2 separate regions of the Zea mays genome follow, and region 2 is linked to region 1. Evidence: chromatin contacts called from public Hi-C data. All regions are on one chromosome and are shown on one strand. Each heading gives the region's core, a stretch centred on a gene start, on an enhancer-like site or on the middle of the called end of the contact. The rest is flanking DNA. Distances are from core to core; before and after follow the strand shown.

Region 1 (7,392 bases), core at 4,666-7,165:
TGGTCGACGTTGGGGAAGAGGAGACCCTTGTTGACGGCGATGTTGGCGGCGTCCTCGTCGGAGGAGGAGTCGGTGGAGCTCTCATCGGAGTCCCATTTCCGACAAACATGGGCATCGCCGTCCTTCTTCTTGTAGTATTTCTTCTTTTCTCTCATCTTTCCCTTCTTGTCGTCGCCCCTATCACTATCACTAGATAATGGACATTTTGCAATAAAATGATCGGGCTTACCACACTTGTAGCAAACTTTCTTGGAGCGGGGCTTGTAGTCCTTCCCCCTCCTTTGCTTAAGGATTTGGCGAAAGCTTTTGATGATTAAAGCCATCTCCTCATTGTCGAGCTTGGAGGCATCGATGGGAAGCCTACTCGATGTAGACTCTTCCTTCTTCTCCTCCGTCGCTTTGAAGGCGACGGGTTGCACCTCGGGTGTGGAGGTGGCGCCTCGCTCAATGATTTGTTTGGAGCCTTTGGTCATTAGCTCAAAGCTCACAAACTTTCCTATCACTTCCTCGGGAGACATTAGTTTATATCTTGGATCACCATGAATTAATTGAACTTGAGTAGGGTTAAGGAAAACGAGTGATCTAAGAATAACCGTGACCATTTCATAGTCATCCCATTTGGTGCTCCCGAGGTTGCGCACTTGGTTCACCAAGGTCTTGAGCCGGTTGTACATGGCTTGTGGCTCCTCCCCTTGGTGAAGCATGAATCGACCAAGCTCCCCCTCGATCGTCTCTCGCTTGGTGATCTTGGTCACCTCGTCTCCTTCGTGCGCGGTCTTGACCACGTCCCAAATCTCTTTGGCACTCTTCAACCCTTGCACCTTATTATACTCCTCTCGACTTAGAGAGGCGAGGAGTATAGTAGTGGCTTGGGAGTTGAAGTGTCGGATTTGGGCTACCTCGTCCGAGTCATAGCCTTCATCCCCTACGGATGGTTCCTGCGCACCAAACTCAACAATGTCCCAAATGCTAGCGTGGAGTGAGGTTAGATAGTGCCTCATTTTATCACTCCACATACAATAATCTTCACCGTCAAAAATCGGTGGTTTGCCTAGTGGGACGGAAAGTAAAGGAGTGTGTTTGGAAATGCGAGGATAGCGTAAGGGGATCTTACTAAACTTCTTGCGCTCATGGCGCTTAGAAGTGACGGACGGCGCGTCGGAGCCGGTGGTGGAAGGCGACGAAGAATCGGTCTCATAGTAGACCACTTTCTTCATTTTCTTCTTCTTGTCGCCACTCCGGTGTGACTTGACGCGGGGAGGTGATTCCTCCCTCTTTTTGTTGCCGGACTCCTCCGATAGAGCCTTCTCGTGGCTTGTGGCGGGCTTCTCGCCGGTCACCATCTCCTTCTTGGCGTGAGCTCCCGACATAACTTCGAGCGGTTAGGCTCTAATGAAGTATCAGGCTCTGATACCAATTGAAAGTTGCCTAGAGGGGGGTGAATAGGCAAATCTAAAATTTATAAAGTTTAAGCACAACTACAAGCCGGGGTTAGCGTTTAGAAATAAAGTCGAGTCCAAAAGAGAGGGCGAAAACAAATCACAAGCGAATAAGAACGAATGACACGGTGATTTGTTTTACCGAGGTTTGGTTCTTGCAAACCTACTCCCCGTTGAGGTGGTCACAAAGACCGGGTTTTTTTAACCCTTTCCCTCTCTCAAACGGTCACTTAGACCGAGTGAGCTTCCTTCCTTGATTTCCCAGGTCACTTAGACCCCGCAAGGACCACCACACAATTGGTGACTCTTGCTTAGCTTACATGGCTTTGAGAGTAAGAATGAGAGAAAGAAGAAAGCCAACCAAGCAACAAGAACAACAAAAGAACACAAGTCGATCTCCTCACAAGTCCTAAAAACTAGAGTTGAATTGTGGACTTTGATTTGATCGGAGGCTTTGATTTGTGTCTTGGAGTGTTGTGTATTGCTCTTGTATTGAATGAGGAGTAGTTAATGTTTGGGTGCCTTGAAGAGTGGTGGTTGGGGGGTATTTATAGCCCAGCCACCAAAATGGCCGTTGGGGAACTCTGCTGTCGACGGGCGCACCGGACAGTCCGGTGCGCCATCGGAAACTGTCCGGTGTACCAGCCACGTCACCCAACCGTTATGGTTCGACCGTTGGAGCTCTGACATGTGGGGCCACCGGACAGTCCGGTGGTGCACCGGACAGTCACTGTTCACTGTCCGGTGCGCCATCTGGCGCCTGCTCTGACTCTACGCGCGCAGTCGCGCACTGTTTACTGTTGCTTTTGCAGACGACCGTTGGCGCAGTTAGCCGTTGCTCCGCTGGCACACCGGACAGTCCGGTGCTACACCGGACAGTCCGGTGAATTATAGCGGAGGGGCTCCCCGAATTCCCGAAGCTCAGCAGTTCAGAGTGATTCTCCCTGGTGCACCGGACAGTCCGGTGCGCCAGACCAGGGCAACCTTTGGTTGTCTTTTGCTCTTTTTATTTGAACCCTTTCTTGGACTTTTTATTGGTTTGTGTTGAACCATTGGCACCTGTAAAACTTATAATCTAGAGCAAACTAGTTAGTCCATTTATTTGTGTTGGGCAATTCAACCACCAAAATTATTTAGGAAAAGGTGTGAGCCTATTTCCCTTTCACTGTTGATCTGTAGCAACCCACTCTTCATAGGCGAGATTGGAGACCTATGCTTCGTTGCCATCCTTCGTCTCCTTGATCATGGCTGTGGGGGCTTTGCTGCACCTATGAGGAAACCTTCCACGCGCGCGCCCCTCACAACTGCGAGAACTTGCATGCGCCATAGCGCGAAGTTGGCCTTCGTCAGCTTCTCGGAGACTCCTTGGCCGGCCAGGGGATTGATGGCGACGGTGGAATAGGGTGTTGACATGGTGGAGGTTTGATTGGATTAGATCTAAGTGTAGGCTCTGATTACCATGAAAGATTATTAGAGGGCTTGAAGCGTGCACTTTGTCACTGTGAAGATGATTCTGGATCTTCCCTTTCCTTTGTGTAAGCTACGTTTAGGAGCTATTCCTAGCCTATATAAACATGCAGACGGCACGAGATAAAGTGTACGCTTCAAGCCCTCTGTTAATCTTTCAGAGCTCATGTCGAGTTAATTATAAATCAAGCTAGCTCACGAGCAATGAATATTTTATCCCGTCCTAATCCTCGCACAGTTTTTTGACAGATTTTTGACCCTTTGGAGACCGATTTTTGTGGGCGGCGAAAAATGACTACTACTATGTCCTGCTACTACTTCATGCACGGTTCATAGCTTCGTGCGGTCTTGCCGACAAGCACGGATCAGAATCTCAGATCGAATTCTCATAAATACGTAGACTACTTTAGAAACTGGTGGCTCTCAGTTTCGATAGGACACAGACATGTTAATTTATTAGGGAACTCGTAAATATATTAGCTTTTTACATGTTTTTTTTATAAAATCTCAAAACCTAAACTTATTTGTGGGTTCCTAGACAACCCTGCTTCCATAAGTCTTTGCGTGATGCTTACAATTTTTCTGTGCTGTTAGTCTTGGTTAGCTGGAGCTTTGCAGTAGAGTTCGACTGAGACAACGAAGTGAACGATGTGCTGAATTATACCATCCACATTTTGTGCAAATTAATCGGTGTGGAATTCATCCATTACAATTAGCATCTCCAATTAACTTGTACGATCGCCACTAAAAGAATCTTCAAGGTTAAACGCACCCTGTAGAGATGTAGAGATGTGAGTGAGACTAGGCCTTTTTCTGCTTCATCCTTCCAGAAGCATCCTCTCCTTCAAGAGCTTGACGCCCATGTACCTGCCGAGCATCATGACCGTGGCCTGCGGGTTGGTGCCCGGCGAGGCGTTGAACGTGGAGCCGTCGATGACGCGGAGGGCGTCGACGCCGAGCACCCTGTAGTCGCGGTCCACGACCCGGCCGACCTGGCACCCGCCGTGGTAGTGCCAGATGGTCATCACTGTGTCCCTGCAGAACCGCTCCAGCGCCCTGGGGTCGCCGCCGCGCCGGTACAGCGTGTTCACGGGGAACTCGGCCGTGACGTTGAGCGCGGCCGGGAACGCGAAGTTTTGGTAGGTGAACCGCGAGAAGGCCCTGGAGCGGATCACCCGCTCGATGGCGGCGATGCCCGCGACGCAGCGGCGGAGGTCGTCCGGGTGCGCGAAGTAGTTGAACCGCACCGAAGGGTTGTCGTCGGGGTTCAGGTTGCGGAGCGCCAGCTGGCCCACGGACTGCGGGCCCAGCACCTTCTCCAGGATGAACCCGCCCCGGAGCGCCGCGTCGGGGACCTGGCTCATGGCCTCCACGGCGCGCGCGATGGCCTCCGGCGTCCGCTCCTTGGGCGGCACCGTCGCGAGCTGCCCCGTCTGCGAGCGACAAACACACGTCTCTACTCCATGTCCATTGTGCACCTCTGTCTGATCCGTATAAAAGCACTAGTAGGGGGAGAGCGAACGTTTACCTGCGGAGAGAACATGCCGAAGTTCCGAGGAGGAGGAGGAGGAGGCTGCGTGCCCGAGGGGTGGCTGTTCCAGTTGGCCCCGCTGGCGCCCTCGATGTAGCTGCCGAACCGGGTGATCCCGACCACCTGGATCAGCGACACCTCCACCGGCGACGGCGACGGCACGTAGATGGCGTTCATGGGGTTATCTGACATGCCCTGCCCCACGCCCGGCAGGTCCAGGATCACGTCGATGCCGAGCGAGCGGAGGTGGTCGGCCGGGCCGATGCCGCTGAGCATCAGCTGCTGCGGGCTGCCCAGCGCCCCCGCCGACAGGATGACCTCGCTGGCGGCGCCGGGGCTGAGGTACGCCTCGTGAGTGTTGCCTCGCGAGTCGTAGTACACAACGCCGTCCGCCACCGGCTTGGTTCCTGCAACGAAATATTGGCGCGCCGATCAGTTCTCCGCCCTCCAAAGCGCGTGACGCCGACAAAGACGCCACAGACAGGTACTACAGTTACATTTACCTGCAACCGTTCCTTAATACCGTTACACTCACTCGCTCTTTATTCTTTAATAACAAATATTACCGGATTTGGCATTTCAATTATACCTTTGAAACGGAACAAGATCTTGGCCACTCTCGCCCGGAGGTACAGGTCGATGCCGTCCGGGTTGGCGTACCGGAGCAAGTCCGCCGCCGTGTGCCGGCGGCCGTCGGCGTCGAAGATGGAGCCGCCGACCTTTGTCCCCGGGATGTGGTCGTACGTGGCCCCGTTGTCCGGCAGCACGCCGGTCTCCAGCAGGCCCATCCGCACGGCGGCCTGCCACGGGCCCAGCGCCGGGCGGAACGCGACCACGTCCTCCACCCACCGGTACGCCGCCCGCACCTCCCTGGGGTCCCAGCCGGCGGCCCTGACGTAGCCCGCGCCGGCGCGCGTGAAGAAGCCGGCGTTGATGCAGCTGCCGCCGCCCAGCACGCGCGGGCGGGAGTTGATCACGCCGTCCTCCGACACGAACCGCTGCGACGGGGACGACGCCGACGTGTCCGCCAGCACGTCCGAGAAGTGGGCCATGTTCAGGACGCGCGCGTCCTCGTACGGAGAGCCCCCGCGCTCCAGCAGCAGCACCCGCGCGCGGGCCGACAGGGTGGCCGCCAGCGGGCAGCCCGCCGTGCCGCCGCCGACTATGATGTAGTCGTAGAAGCCCGTCCGCGGCGCGTGCACCGCGTCCTTCATGAACGTGTAGTTCGCAGCCCGCGCTGCCACGCACGCACGCACGCGTCACAAAAGGAGTGAAGAGTCGTCAGTCAGGCACAACGTGCAAGGTGCAACAGTGACGAGCGACTCTGACATTAGAAACTAGAAGACGAGCGGTCACCTTGTTGAGAGATGCACACAAGTGCGAAGAAGCTTGCGACGGTGAGGATGGTGGCCATTGTTCGTGCTGAGCTCAGAAGAGAAGCCGTTAATTGGATCGCCAGGAAGGAAGCTGTTGGGTTTCGAGTGTGATGATGGTGTCAACTCTCAGAGGTTCGTGTGCTTATATACTACTAGCAAGCAATCAGAGGTTGCTGAAGAAACTGTTCTTGGGGTGAGTTGGTAGTTTGTTTGTTTGTTGCGGTTTGAGCTGACACACCGGCTCTTTTGGTCTCAATGGTCCGCAGCCTTTGTGTCACTCTCTCCTCGGAAGTCTCCTCCTGGCGAGTCGTAGTTGTCCATAGGCAAAATAAACATTTGATTTTGCACAGCTTCACCGAGCATGCCATGAGTGTGAGGAAAGAAAGGCCTCAACAACCCGTCGGGAAGAACTGCCAGCGGCTTTTTTTTTACTTGGTTGCACAATTACGCAACAACCTTGTGTTCGCGCGGTGCCTCGCATCAACACTCAAACATGTATGGTGTTCAGTGCTAGTATATCCTATTCAAGGAATCTGGCAAATGAATTTCTGAACTTGAAACCCTAACGGCAATTTTGAACTTGCCATGTCAGCAACCGAAGGGGAGAATAGCAGGAAGGCGATGTGGGGGTGAGGACAGGATTCTTGCAGTCCGAGGACGAGAGCTCTTCCTGCCTTCCTGGTAATGCAATTGTTGGGCTGGGCCGACACATGAGGAGCGATGACAGGGTACTTCAGTAGGGCATTTTATTTAACGCGCACGTGTCATGTTACAGCCGTAGCAAGTTCGCAACACTACAGGCGTCGATACACATGGACCGCTCGTCCACCCGCAGGCCGCAGCAGTTTACATTAGCAGCAGCAGCCCGAAAATTTTCAGCGTCACTGCAAGACGCAATTCGGCAACTTGTATAAGAGGGAGAGGAGTTCATCGACCGGTAATCAGTAGAGTGAGTTGTAAGTGCAGAACGTCGCGACGATAGATGCTAGACAGATCACCAAGGACGGCAGGAGGGTGGCGTTCAGGAGGCGGCCCTGCCCCAGATAGCCAGCGGCCGTGATGGTCATGTCAGCGGCAACGCGGGCCAGCGTGCCGGCCTCCGTCGAGAGCAGCCCGCCGTTGTAGGTCCCGCGGGAGAGCCTCGACGACATCACGCGGGAGAGGAGGGACAAGTTCACCCCTGCAACGCATTGCTCACAGGCGGTCAGAGACACGTGGGGGGGGGGGGGGGGGGGGGGGGGATGATGACTACTTGAAAAACACCGCGCGCAGCTTCAAAGTTCTGCAGTCGCCACTTACCTTCGAGCACCTCGGCGAACACGAACGTGATGAGAGCTGACGTGACATACTGGGGGACGGAGTAGTGAGGGGTGAAGCAGAAGCTCATGACGATGCCGATCAACACCATGATCTCGGAGGCCACCAGGATTTGCCTTTGGTAGTTGAGCAAGAAAAAGAAAACAAGTGCAGGATTAGCAAAACGCGGGTTGGTCTGATGGTCTCTCCGGTCCGGCTTTCAGAGTAAGCGAATAACGAACATCATGCACGTACCTGTCCTGGAACAGGTTGGTGACGTAGC
Region 2 (7,624 bases), core at 1,257-3,756, 130 kb before region 1:
CTCCTCCCTTTCTTTTACAGTTCTCAAGATCAATGTCTTGAGGAAATTCATCACTTGAACGGCATGTATCAAAGCAGTCAAGGGGTCCGCCATCTGAAAGGGATGAATGCTCCGTGGTTAGACTACGGATTTTGAAGAGAGAGAAAAAAGGTACGCTGAGAGAAACAAATATGCTTGTCAGTAACCTTGGTCATATTCGGTGCGAAAACCATAGCGATGTTGCGAGCGTTCATCTTGTTGTAGCTTTCGTTTTCCACGACATCTGCCATGAGACTGATGGCCCATTCAAGCAATGCTGCTTCGACAGGAGGTAGGGTGCTTGCAAGATGGCTACACTCTTCTTCAGTGTTGCAGTGCATCACTTGTTCTGGAGTCAACGAGTCCAGTACTCCACTTGGAAGTTCCCGGAACCATGCCTATAATCAGCAACACATACATTAATGATGACTAATGTAGACGAGAAGCTAAATGAAAAGGAATCTTAATCTGCCGAGCTATAGTTTGTGCTTCGTACTGATCGGTGTACTGATTATTGGGTGTGTCTCAATGAACATATTTAAAGACTTAAGGAATCTTTAAATTTTAGACAATGACACTGCTAATGCGTATATGCAAAAGTTTGTTACGTTAATAAAACAAAGGCGATGCAAAAGGAAGAAAAAAAATTCAAAGGTAAACACTCGAACAAACCTTCATCAGTCCGGCAAGGCAGTGCAAATCAACACCATCTGGAACAATCCCCCTGTTTAGTTGATCCCTCACATATAGTTCCTGGCTATTGTCTGCATTTATCCTGAATATCCCTTCAGCCTGTTAGAACAAGAAAAAAAATCAGAACAACCAGTACCAATGCTGCCACTCTGATTTCAGAATTTTGGGATCTGTTACCTGAAGACCCCCAAGTGAATATAACTTCTTTTGCATAGTCAAGAGTATAGTTGGCACACTGTTTCCTCTTCTATCATACGAGCACTGCATGGAAGTTGGTGAAACTCCAAATACGCTCACACTGTATGCAGAAATAAACCATTCAGTAAACCTAAATACAGCTAGGCTTCAGGAAATATGGACGTTCAGGATTCAACGTGCGTCGAGGAAAAACAAACAACTATTTGTCGTAAACACAAGTGCAACTCAAAGGCTATGGATACCAGGACACTGCAACAGATAAACACTAACTAAACAAAACCGCTAATAAACTCAAGTACCTTTCCCTGCCAGGAAATGAATATAGAAAACTAAAAAGGACGGAGCAACACAATATCCCACTCCATCGCAAGTACAAACAGACCAATTTCCCACAGGAAAAGCACTTTAGAATATTCCCCAGTAGTTGAACTTGGTCATGTCAGCCTTGGAAACAGCAGTTGTCCTGTAAATGAGGTCACGATCACAAAGCAACAGCATCATCGGCTCATCCTATGTAATCCCGAAAGCTAAACATCTATCGTACTGTGGCATCTTTGTTCAGTTAGGTGGCGAATAGGCGCCCCGTGCCTACACGGGCAGGGTCAGGCACGGCAGTATTTTGATCGGGCCAGACAGGGCACGCCGACCTCGCCGTGGCAGACTACGAGCTGCTAGCTCGGCTTGTCGGAGGCACGGCAGGCAATACAGTGGCGTGCCGCTCACCAGCCCAACACCTACCTAACATACGTATCTATGTCGAGAACTCCAGATTCATATACGTATCTAACATGTCCAGAACTCCTGATTCACCCAAGTGAGCTTAACGTAGAGTGACATGTATAGGCAGCGCTGTTGGACAACTTAACTTTAACGTCAGAACAACGCAAAATTCAGTTCAACCAGACACCAAATTCCAAATTTCTAGGGGCGGATCCCAGTCGCAGAGTTCACCCACAAAATTGCCTGGGAATCCCGGGCAGGAAACGATGCGCATAGACAGATCAAACAAATGGGGAGTAAAAGGTGTTGGAACACTGACCTGGCGCTCGGCACGGGGCGAGGCACGTCGGGCTCGAGGTCAGCGGGGAGGCCGAGGAAGCCAACGAAGCGGTCGAAGGTGACGTGCGAGACGTGCCGCACATCCGTTGGTCCCCCTATCTGCATACCACCCGGGGGAGTCGCCCCGTCCTCCTCCTGCTCCGGCTCGCGCACGCCGGCGCCGGCGCTGCTGCTGCACAGCATGAGCGACCTCCGGAGCGCCCCCGTCACCATCTCGACCACGGACACCCCTCCCCTGGCCTCCGTTGCCGGAAGCATCAGCGGAGACGAAACCGTCACCTCATCCATCTCCTCCTCCTCCTCCTCCCCCTCGAACTCCTCCTCCTCGTCTTCCTCTTCCTCTCCTTCCTCCTCTTCCTCCTCCTCGTAGGAGTCAGTGTCGCAGTGGGATAGGGGGATCTGGTGGCCGAAGCGGATCTCGGACGACAGCGCCATGGGATTCTAACCCCGCGACAGGCAAAAGAGTGGAGGGAAGGTGGGAGAGAAGTGGGCGGCGAGCGGCGGCGGCGTGGTGCGTTGTTTTGTAGGCAAAAGCCTGGCTGGACGCTGTGTCTGGTTAATGGATAGTGCCATAGTGGTTACTGCTAGTTTATACAACAGGCAAAGGCAACCAGTTCATTCCTTGCGGCTGGTCGTTGGATCAGCCGCTTGCTTGTTTCCGTCCGGATGGTGCTTTTGACTGCATCCTAGCCTCAAATAAAATAGATGGATTAAGACCCTGTTCAGATGCCTATATATAATAGTAATATGCTAGTAGTTATCGCTTTTAGATCTAAAATATATAGCTAATAAAATAACTAATTGTTAATAATTACCTTTGTTATCTCAACATGTACAAGTAATAAAAATAGGTAATTGTTAACTGAACCTCTAGGTAATAACTATCTCACTAGTTAAAAAAATCCGATTATAGTAGCTAATAGTTATCCTAGTAGCATCTGTTATCAGTTCTAAACACACTTCAGTTAATAGTTAGCTAACTATATCATTAAATATGAGTTATTAGCTAGTTAATTATTAGCCGATAATAATAAATCTAAACAGGTCTAAAAGAGAGGGCCAGTCAGTCAGCACTGGGATTATGATATCTTATAATCTTTAATGATGCTGGTGACGTTGAAAAGAGGCGGCTGCCTTGCTTGTTGCTTCCAGCAGCTGGGCCAGTGTTGGGTGCCTAGGAAACGAGTGAACCAGAAGAGAGAAATTTTAGTTAACTGCGTACTTGGAACAGAAAGATTTGTCTAGAAAGGTTTATATTGTATATATATAGTAACATTGCAGGTCCAAAAATCATCTTTCTAAACAGACTTGTAAAGGCACTAGAAGATTTGGCTATATATAAAGAAACACAGATGGTTAGATTTCTCCAAATCATTAGTTTTTTTTTAGCTTACTATCTTCTACAGTTCTAGCGTCCTACAAACGGCTCTTATTGCCCTACGACGCTACGATTCATGTGTCGTGGAGCCGGCACTGAATTAAAATTAACTATTTAAACTATAATCTATAGAGACAAATAAACATTATAAAAACAACAGAAGTTGATACGGATTAAAGCATGGGCTAGTTCTAGGGTCGTTCACCTCGTGGCTCACGCACCATCGCATCTCATGGTAAGACTGAGCGCAACGGTGAACGCTACCGCGCCCCCTCCCCTCGCATGTCGGCTGTAGGGGGCACCCTATGGTCGCAGCGGTGCCCCCTACAGCGCCCCCTACGTGTCGGTCTCCTTCTCTCTCCCCCCAGATCTAGCGTGTCACTGTTCATCACCCTAAACACTGTGCTGTGGGTCCACGAGTAATTGTTAGTAGATAAAAAATTGATAGTTGGTATAGAAAATGATATTTTATAGTGGTAGTGGGGTATAGAGGGAGTATTTAGGGGGAACCGCTGCGGGAGATGAAAAAATAGGGGGGGGAAATAGGGGGGGAAAGTGATATAGGGGGAAAAATTTAGAGGTAACGGTTGCGGATAGCCTAAACTAAGGGGGTGTTTGGTTTGCCCCTGCTAAAATTTAGCCTCTACCACATCGAATGTTTGAACTTCCGTTCGGGTATTAAATGTAGTCGGATTATAAAACTAATTTCTCAGCCGAAGATTAAAAAGTGAGACGAATCTAGTACAGTTGGTTGGGTCTATATTTCATACTCCTACTTAAAAGTCAAACGCTTGATGTGACCCGGGCTAAACTTTAGTCCACAGAACCAAACACCCCTTAACAATACAAATACTGAAATACATATGGTCAGTAGTATGTACTACTACTGTGGAGCCCATGCATGGCTCTTGTGCGGTAGGATTGGCAGCAACAATAATGCCCCCAATCCATCGTACGCCCCATGGATAGCTGTGGTTTAGTACTGTATTCCGTACTACACGTACGCGCTGACATTGATACTGCGTAGTACTATATTATGACTCATCGTTATGACCTGTGGTCACCGAAGAAAAAAAAAGGTGTTGCTGGAATGGAATTGGACGTGCGCTGATGGTAGCTAGAGTGAGAGGCCAAAACGGTCGAGACCCCTCCGGGACAGTTACATTGTACTCCGACAGTTCTAAAGCTTGTTTTAATTTGCTTGAAGACTTTTAAATTGAACCAAATTATTAAATAAAAATACAAAAATATAATCGAATAGGCATACTATAAAAACGGTACTCGTTTGATATTTAAATATTATTATTTTATTCTATTTGTGGTCGGATTTGAAATACTTTATCAATAAATTATAATTTAAAAAACACATGGAGCATGACCAGTACAAATTCGATATTCATGATGCCATGATGACCTACCTGCTACAAGTTGGGTTGCCATAGACGATAGTACAGTAGTCAGGGAGGACAGGACGAGCACGTAGACCTGCTGACTTCCACTGTGCTATAAAAGGCGTACAATAGTGGTACAATAGTTTCTGTGCTTCCTAATTAATCTAAATACTATCTAAAAACTATATTTTTAATAGATACTTTCTAGAGATGAAATATTCATTTAATCATCTAACTTTTCTCTTTGCGTTTTGTTTCTCGTTTCGATATATATATTTTTCTATATCGACAGCAACACATCAGCATTTTGCTTAGTTGGCACACTAGGAACCGTCTAACTTCTGGTTAGGAACGACCTAACTCCTAACAATATATCAGCATAGGTGCCTGCTGTGTACTCTCTCGTAGTTTAAAAGGAGCCTATAGCAGTTTGGATGAGCTTTCTCGGTCTTTCAGTACTCCTTTGCTTTTGTTCGGTTAACAACGTTAATATCATTACAACACTTACCGTACTAAAAGCTAACATTACTATTTAACTTTACAATTTTGGATGTATCTGAAATATGCAATTCAGTACACATATGTCATGGTACTAATAAGTTGTTTGGGATGGTTCCAGGTTCCAACTACATTATATAGATGTAGTTTATGATATTAATTTTTAAAAATTTAAAAATATTTTGAATCTAAATAATAAAAATGATTTATTTAAATTTATTATAAAGACTTACAACCCAAGCTCCACGATTTTCTGGAGCAGCTAATAACCTGCTCCACTAAATTCATCAAATTTGTTAGAGCTGGAGTTGTTCCAAACATGCTCTTAAAACTAACATTATTATTCAACTAGTAGAAATCATGTCATTGCAATTCTCGTTTATATAGGGCTTGATTGGATAGCTGCGCGCGTATGGACAGGCTGGGCGCGCCCTGGCCGGCTGGACCGGATACCGTAGTTTTGGGCGTACAGACGGATGCAGGTTAATAACCTTAAAATGACTTGTTTTGCATCCACTCATGCAACCTGCGTCTACCACGTACAGTCAACCAAACATAAGCTCAAACAAAATCAACGCATGCGATGGTCCGAGATGAGTTGATACGGGCAACCAATCAGACTGATAGAGCATGCAATTGGGTGCACACACGTGCAAATCATAATATTCTCGCATGCATCAAAATAACCGGCTACACCCTCCTTCAACACTCACCGAGACTTTCTTCAACGCTTCACTCTCCTCCATAACTATTCACATTTTAGAGGATACAAAGCTCCTATAGCGCCTTCAACGGAGCACACTACCTGCCACCCTCAATGCTACGGTGCTAGACGAGGCAACAACAATACGACAGATCAAGAGTTGCGTGTGTCGGCCTCCTTACCTTAGCCGCCGCGTCGTTGACGGAAGCGACGACCTTCGAACTTGCTCTCTTGGGTGCCATCGCGGGGATGCTTTGTCGTAGCACGAACGGTGGGCACCAAATGTTGGAACTTGCTAATTCAGGGACAACAAAATCCAACGATGAAAGAGTGGAGACAGTTTGATGCTACTAAACACAAAGCATTAGGGCAACAATGTTTTTTCTTCGTCCCCCGCATCGGCACAGTGCAGGAGTATTTATAGGTAACTGAGGAATCGTCCGGCTCTGCCAAGTACAATTAGACCCTCTGATAGTCGCCTAGAGGGGGGTGAATAGGGCGAAACTGAAATTTACAAAATTAATCACAACTACAAGCTGGGTTAGCGTTAGAAATAATAACGAGTCCGAGAGAGAGGGCACAAAACAAATTGCAAGCAAATGAAGAGTGTGACACGCGGATTTGTTTTACCGAGGTTCGGTTCTTGCAAACCTACTCCCCGTTGAGGAGGCCACAAAGGCCGGGTCTCTTTCAACCCTTACCCTCTCTCAAACGGTCCCTCGGACCGAGTGAGCTTCTCTTCTCAAATCAAAACCGGGAACAAAACTTCCCCGCAAGGGCCACCACACAATTGGTGCCTCTTGCCTTGATTACAATGGAGTTTTGATCACAAGAACAAGTGAGAAAGAAAAGAAACAATCCAAGCGCAAGAGCTCAAAAGAACACGGCAAATCTCTCTCGCTAATCACTAAAGCCTTGTGTGGAATTGGAGAGGATTTGATCTCTTTGGTGTGTCTAGAATTGAATGCCTAGCTCTTGTAAGTGGTTGAGAAGTGGAAAACTTGGATGCCATGAATGGTGGGTGGTTGGGGATATTTATAGCCCCAACCACCAACACCAAACTAGTCGTTTGGTGGGGCTGACTGTCGCATGGTGCACCGGACAGTCCGGTGCACACCGGACATGTCCGGTGCGCCAGCCACGTCACCAAAACCGTTGGGTTCCGACCGTTGGAGCTCTGTCTTCTGGGCCCGCCTGGATGTTCGGTGGCGCACCGGACATGTACTGTAGAGTGTCCGGTGCGCCACTACGCGCGTGCCTGACTTCTGCGCGCTCTGGCGCGCATTAATTGCCGTTGCAGGTGACCGTTGGCGCGAAGTAGTCGTTGCCCCGCAGTTACACCGGACAGTCCGGTGTACACCGGACATGTCCGATGAATTATAGCGGAGCAGCCGTTGCGAATTCCCGAAGCTGGCGAGTTCCGGAGGCCGCTCTTCCTTGGAGCACCGGACACTGTCCGGTGTACACCGGACAATCCGGTGAATTATAACGGAGTTGCCTCTGGAATTTCCCGAAGGCGACGAGTTCGCACTGGAGTCCTTTGGTGCACCGGACATGTCCGGTGGCACACCGGACAGTCCGGTGCGCCAGACCAGAGGTGCCTTCGGTTGTCCCTTTGCTCTTTTGTTGAACCCAATACTTGATCTTTTTATTGGCTAAGTGTGAACCTTTGGTACCTATATAATT

What was found. Hi-C and Micro-C count contacts between places; a contact is called where the count stands out from the background.
Region 2: a contact with region 1 is called in a Hi-C map of tassel, with 2.1 times the contacts expected there. The contact joins the promoter of LOC100284449 here to the promoter of LOC100283366 in region 1. A contact is called at or near these places in 3 of 25 Hi-C or Micro-C datasets (ear, leaf and tassel).

The regions. Positions count from the first base shown.
Region 1 is chr5:203,938,210-203,945,601 of Zm-B73-REFERENCE-NAM-5.0, reverse strand. It overlaps LOC100283366 (protein HOTHEAD), which reads right to left and starts at 5,915. Exons shown (of 4, transcript NM_001367101.1): 1 at 5,794-5,915; 2 at 5,027-5,674; 3 at 4,435-4,844; 4 at 3,546-4,339. The coding sequence starts at 5,851. The coding sequence ends at 3,725. LOC100501893 (SPX domain-containing membrane protein) reads right to left here. Exons shown (of 11, transcript NM_001196532.1): 9 at 7,365-7,392; 10 at 7,113-7,246; 11 at 6,548-6,993. The coding sequence ends at 6,755.
Region 2 is chr5:204,069,145-204,076,768 of Zm-B73-REFERENCE-NAM-5.0, reverse strand. LOC100284449 reads right to left here and starts at 2,506. Exons shown (of 5, transcript NM_001371996.1): 1 at 1,949-2,506; 2 at 889-1,009; 3 at 691-810; 4 at 186-416; 5 at 1-93. The coding sequence starts at 2,403.